Linked DNA regions of Mus musculus: region 1 is linked to region 2. Evidence: chromatin contacts called from public Micro-C data. All regions are on one chromosome and are shown on one strand. The core of a region is the stretch at or near the end of the contact, and the rest is flanking DNA. Distances in the headings are between cores, read along the strand shown. Region 1 holds the start of Irgm2 (immunity-related GTPase family M member 2). Region 2 holds the start of Hand1 (heart and neural crest derivatives expressed 1).

The links. Hi-C and Micro-C count contacts between places; a contact is called where the count stands out from the background.
Region 1: a Micro-C map of embryonic stem cells shows a contact between it and region 2, with 1.4 times the contacts expected there. The contact joins the promoter of Irgm2 here to the promoter of Hand1 in region 2. A contact is called at or near these places in 1 of 39 promoter capture datasets (pre-B cells) and 1 of 484 Hi-C or Micro-C datasets (embryonic stem cells).

Annotation. Positions count from the first base shown.
Region 1 is chr11:58,213,508-58,216,460 of GRCm38.p6, reverse strand. Irgm2 (immunity-related GTPase family M member 2) reads right to left here and starts at 1,484. Exons shown (of 2, transcript NM_019440.3): 1 at 1,291-1,484.
Region 2 is chr11:57,830,472-57,833,719 of GRCm38.p6, reverse strand. It overlaps Hand1 (heart and neural crest derivatives expressed 1), which reads left to right and starts at 1,573. Exons shown (of 2, transcript NM_008213.2): 1 at 1,573-2,476. The coding sequence starts at 1,934. It overlaps Gm32915 (a long non-coding RNA gene), which reads right to left and starts at 1,612. Exons shown (of 3, transcript XR_003949681.1): 1 at 219-1,612.

The sequences.
Region 1 (2,953 bases), core at 235-2,734, 380 kb before region 2:
ACATGCATTTTAAAATGTAAATCGGAGTCTAATATGTGAGTAAAATTAGCCCATGCTAGTCTAAGACTCGCCATGGAAACTTAAACTGAATCTTCTGCCCCCAATTCCTACGTCCAATGCTTTACAAGTGTGAGCCACCTCACCGAGCTCAACTATGCAAACATTGAAAACTCACACTTAGGAAGAGATTGCCTATCAAGTACTCCACACAGTTCTTCCCTCATCCAGCAACTCTGAGGCTCCATGAGAGGGGCTTCCAGAGATGTGGGGAACAGCCTAAACTAGCTGTGGATCTGAGCTGTCAAAAACTTTTGTGAACACAGACCCTATTGGACCCTCAATCCTACCTTGTTCTTTATCACTTCACCATTGTGGGGACACAGGGAATTTCCGGGTGCTACTGATTCCAGGAAAGGGTGGTGATCCACCCCATGGTCAGTGGGAACAGCCTTGGACCCAGCATGCTTTTGGTAGGTGGTGTTTAAAGCGTCCCCCCGCCCCCACCGTAATTATCTATGAAGGACTGAGCTGGGTGGGTGCCTGTGGTGTGCCAGATTTTCTAAAGCGGATGAAATATTTGAACTGGTTTTGTCTTGGTTTTAATTTTTTAAATTTAATTTTATTTTAATTTCTTTATTTTTTGGTGTTTTTGGTTTTTAGATTTTGGTTTTGGTTGGTTGGTTGGTTGGTTGGTTGGTTTGGTTTGTTTGTTTTAAAAGGGCCCGTGAGACGGCTTACCAAGTAAACACACTTGCCACCAAACCTGATGATGTGAGTTCGATTGTGGAAGGAGAGAATCAGGTCTGCAAGTTGTCCTCTGATTGCCACAGACACACAGACACACACACTAAATAAATATCTTTTAAAATAATTGAGCTGAGAACTATACAAAAAGTTTCCTTAGAAACTCCATCTTTCAAGTTCCAGTCTCTATCTGCTCCGAATAAAGAGCACTGTGTTTACATAGTCCCGGGACATCCAGATACCCGGGAGAGGTTCTGATCCTGGACTCTGGCCAATAACTGAGAGACTGAGTAAAATCCCACCTGTTTTCTCTTAACTAGGCCCCCTCAGAAGACCCACAAACCCAGGGATACCCAGGTAAAAAAAGAAGCACACTGCTTCTCTCTGGTGAATTGGAAGGACTTGATTCAGCCAGACACCAGGCACTCCGATCCTGAAGACAGTGCAGGAGGGTGCCTCCTGCACAGGGTGCCCCAGAGGAACACCTGACCCCAGACTCCCCTGCCCTGAGCAGGTTTATAGGCCAAGCAGGAGCCCCTCACCTACCTGCTCAGAAGCCTTACAAAACTGCAATCCAGGCTCAGGACGGTCAGGAGAGAGAGAAGTGTGGTGGGGCAGGGTCCTGTGGGGAAGAGCGATTAGAAGAGGCAGGAGCAGCTGAAGGGCAGCCTGAGCTCCTAGGTTTCCTCTCAGACCCTGCTCTATCTATGTTGGCCCAGATGTAAGTCCCCAACTTCTAGGCGTGAGCCCTGCCTGCCTCCTCCCCAAGGGGCGGGGCCTGGTGCCCGAACAGCTTTCAGTTTCAGTTCCTGGAAATGGCTAGTTTTCGGGAGTTAGCACTCAGAGGCCAAGTTCTTCTTCAGAGGGGGGAGGAACTCTGTCGGCCGCTGGCCAGTTGGGGAGGTCAGAAGTCTGCCCGTGAAGCCTGCCATTCAGACTTCGGTCAGAGCTGCCTGGACTGACCCTGCTACCTCCCTTCCCGGAGCCCCTAGTGCTCAGATGATAGCACCTAACCCTGGGAGACGCTCATCTTCAGATCCAGTGCGTTCCAGAACTATGGGAGTGATAGGGTTTGAGGATCGCCGAAGGAAGACCCCCGACTCAAATAGTATATAAAAGAAAAGTCAGTGTATTCTGCAGAAATTACCAGCATTCTGAGGTCAACCATTCATCAAAATGGCGGCAGCCTGAGGGGCTTTAACGCAGGGGAAATTTTCAGAAGCGTTAGGTAACCTCTACTATGATCAGTAAGGGGCAAAGCAGTGACATTAGTACAATTTTTATTGGTTACTAGGTTAGTTTCATTATATTTGGTGAGACCTTGAAGAAGTTCAGACAGGAGCTCAGCTCTGGTCTTGGTATCTTCTCCAGCCATGTGTCCCAAGATCTAACTCAGCTCCAGACTGAGTCAGGGTCGGCACTGATCTAGGCTTATTGTCAGTGGCTTCCTCTGAGGATCCCAGTGTGCTTCCCCGGGGAACTGAAATGTTTCTTTCCCAGGGTTCTTAGTGGACCTCTCAAGAGCAGCAGACCCTTCACAAGGCTGCTCCTTGTAGCTGCTCCCCTTGTTCACTAGTTCTCTCGATCCCTCCTACCAGGGAGCCCTTCTAATCTACCCTGTCATCTTACCCTATCTCCAGTGTGGTCTCTTCTCACTCGTGATTCCTCAGAGTTCAGGAGACACAGTACCTGGCTTGCCCTGTGTTATTGATGACCTTGGGAGTAGAGGCCTGTAACTATTAAGCTGGTGTCCGTATTTCACACCACAGTCAGAACAGGTCTGGGGGTTTCAGGGCAAGGCTCATTAAAGAACCCATCAATGTCAGATCCCGAGGATATCCTGTGGACCATGTGTGGCAAGCCTACCTTCTATCGGTCCCTGACTTCCTCTTCCCTCACTCTTCAGTGTCTGGGCTGCTCTGAGCTCCTCCAAACTCCTGCCTTGATGTTCCAACAGGTGGAGAAGTGCTTCCCAGGGCCACACAACATCCTCCTCCCCTCCAGTCCTCAGCCTGGGTTGGTCTCTACAAGACAGCTGCACTGTCCCAAGGTGCTGTTACCTGCTTGATGCCTGCTGTTTTTTTTAGTCAGGGTTTCTATTCCTGCACAGACATCATGACCAAGAAGCAAGTTGGGGAGGAAAGGGTTTTTTTAGCTTACACTTCCACATTGCTGTTCATCACCAAAGGATGTCAGGACTGGAACTCAA
Region 2 (3,248 bases), core at 324-2,823:
TCTCTTTCCACTGCCGCTCACAATCTCTTGCACAACCAGTTCTCACAGGTGGGACCTTGGGGCTCAGACCTCAGCGACTGAGCTTCCATCCACGCCTCAAAGCGAGATTACTCTCACAGACACGCAGAAATCACAATTCGCACACATTCCTAGGATTTCACACACAGGGACTGTCATCTGTTGAGCCCACGACCTACTCCACATTCGTTTTCACTTACCCACTTGCTACTGGGCCTCACATCCCGTCTGCGCACGGTGGCCTCTCTCCCACTGTCCCTGCCTGGTAATTGTCTTACACAAGCTGGGCCTCAGCGAGCAACTTTCGAGTGGCTGGATCAGAAGCGAATTAAAAAGAATTTGACATCATCTCATTTCCCCCCTTAACTGACATTTGATAGGCACAAGCCCACCTAGGGAAGGAGCGAGACCAGAAATGTTGGTGAGGATGGAGGGGGTCCTAGGGACAGGGACCTTAATGAAAAGATGAAGAAGACCCAGAGTTTCAAGCTTAAAAGCCTGGTCTCCCACGTTCTTATCAACTCTTGGAAAGCCATCTCTTTGTGGAATCCCACCTTGGAGAATCTAGGCTGATGGGGAGCAACACAAGGTTGCACAGATATTCCCTGCCTCAGCAGAGTGAGTGTGAAGCGCCTAGGCTGTTTCTCCGTGGATATCAGGGGTGGGGGTGGGCTGGTTTCTTCCAGTGTGAGCCTCAGTGGAAGTATCTTTATAGGATCAAAGATTTTCATGCAGGTGGCGAGCCAGATGGAGTGAGCAGCCCAGCAGTCGCCGGCTCCTTAGCCCTACGTGCGAATCTTCCGAAGACACCGGGGAGTCCTGCCACAGAGATGCCTTGGGGCCAAGGCGCCGCCAGGCTGCCTCGCCACCAGCTCAGCCTGCCGGCGTTTACACCGAACCAGGCGCCTGAGAGGCTAGAGGAGCAGAGATCAGCCACCGTCTCCACCCCCAACCCCCAAGCCCGGAACAAACTGGTCAGTGCCCAAGAGCTGGAAGCCCCGCTCCCTTTCCCTCCCACTTCCACCTCGGCCTCTGAAGGCTCTTCTGGAAGTCCGCAGCTGGGCGAGAACTGGATCTCAGGAGACCACCTTGTTGGGCAGCAGCTCCAGGTCCTGCCTGAAGCAGGGGACCTAAAGGTGGGGCTATAGGTGTTAGGGCCTAGCCTACTTCCCTGCTGGGCCCAATGGCCTTCAGGCTCCCACGATGAGCAGTTCGGGTTCAGGAATGCTGCATATCCTATTCTGAATTTCAGGCCTAAAAACAACAATTTGTTCTGGTCCTCAGTTTCCCTATCTGTGAAATCAAGTGTGTGTGTGTGTGTGTGTGTGTGTGTGTGTGTGTGTGTGTGTGTGTGTGTGTGTGTTGATGAGGCTCTGTCTGTTTTCAAGGGATAATTCTAGAATCCTTTCCTTGGATCCATGAAGAAAGGGTGGTAGGTTCAGTACAGGGAGTGAGCAGGCCTGGCCTCAAGTTCGTAGCCCCCGCCCTTCCAGGAGGGGAACTGGGAGAGGGGAGGGACATAGGCGGGGCGGGTTTTCAGTCCCTGTGGTCAGCTTAGAATTGTGTGGCGCTTGCTGAGCATAAAACTTGGGACCGCCACCCCCTTCCCTCCTCCTGCCATTGGCTCCGGCTAGAGGTTGACATCAAAGCCGAGGCCTTATATAAGCAGGATCCTGGTGGCAAGTCCGCAGAAGGGTTAAACCCGGTCTTTGGACGTCTGAACCCTTCTCCCTCGTTGCCTACAGAAACCTTCAAGAGGTCGGCAGGTCCTTCGTGTCATCTCCAGCCTTGCTCGCTCAGGACTCTCCAAACCCCAGCCAGTTCGCTGCCTCTGGAGCCCACGGTGACCCCCTTCTGTGGGGCGCATGGGGCGGTGCTAATTGGGCTGACAGCACAGGCCAGGAGCCTCTCCAACATGAACCTCGTGGGCAGCTACGCACATCATCACCATCATCACCACTCACACCCGCCGCACCCCATGCTCCACGAACCCTTCCTGTTTGGCCCGGCCTCGCGTTGCCACCAGGAGCGGCCTTACTTCCAGAGCTGGCTGCTGAGCCCGGCTGATGCTGCCCCAGATTTCCCTGCCGGCGGGCCACCACCTACCACCGCAGTAGCAGCGGCTGCCTATGGTCCCGATGCCAGGCCGAGTCAGAGCCCAGGTCGGCTGGAGGCTCTTGGAAGCCGCCTGCCCAAACGAAAAGGCTCAGGACCCAAGAAGGAGAGGAGACGCACAGAGAGCATTAACAGCGCGTTCGCGGAGCTGCGTGAGTGCATCCCCAATGTGCCCGCCGACACCAAGCTCTCCAAGATCAAGACTCTGCGCCTGGCTACCAGTTACATCGCCTACTTGATGGACGTGCTGGCCAAGGATGCACAAGCAGGTGACCCCGAGGCCTTCAAGGCTGAACTCAAAAAGACGGATGGTGGTCGCGAAAGCAAGCGGAAAAGGGAGTTGGTGAGTCCCGGGGCTTATAAGTTCCAGCTAAGGGTGCGGGCTGGGGTAAGTAAGAACAGGCCTGCAAACACTGAGCTGTGTTCTGGGTGGGACTCTGAAAGACTAGGGAGAGTTCTGAGGTCGACACAGTCTGCCATTGTGTGCACAGTCATTGCTGAGTGAACATAGAATTTTGCTTTTTAAAAGTGATCGTAGGGCCTTACAAGATGAATTGAAAACCTTGGGCTTCCAAGAAGGGGCTATATTCTATATTATAGTTTGTTTTAAATCTGAAGGTGTTTTGAGTCTTCCCTGGGCCCTTCTGGAAGCCAGGTTGAGAATGAAAGTAGGAAATGACTTAAATACTGCACTGACGTGTGATGTTCTCCCAAAACAGTTTTTAAAGCAACAAAACAAAACAAAAAACCCAAACACAAAAACCCAATACAAGTCGAGGCTTCATTCTTTCATTTGCTTAATTATGAATATCTGAATTACTCGATTCCCATGGGTTTATTGGAAAGGATTATTTACCTCAATTAATGTACTAATTGGAGAAACAGTAGACCACTGGAGGGAAAAGTGGGGTGGAAAGGCAGCTCAAGGCTGGGTCTAGTCTGCTCCTAGTCTGGATCTAGTCTGGGACAGGGTGATGGGCTAGACAATCTCAAGGCTTTGGATGCAACAAACAGGAAGGGCTTTGGCCTTTGCGCTTGCCTAGTCAGCCTTTTTGGGTCTTCTCCAGTTTGAGTGATCTTCCACCTAGGGGCGGTGGGACTTCTGGCCGCCAGAG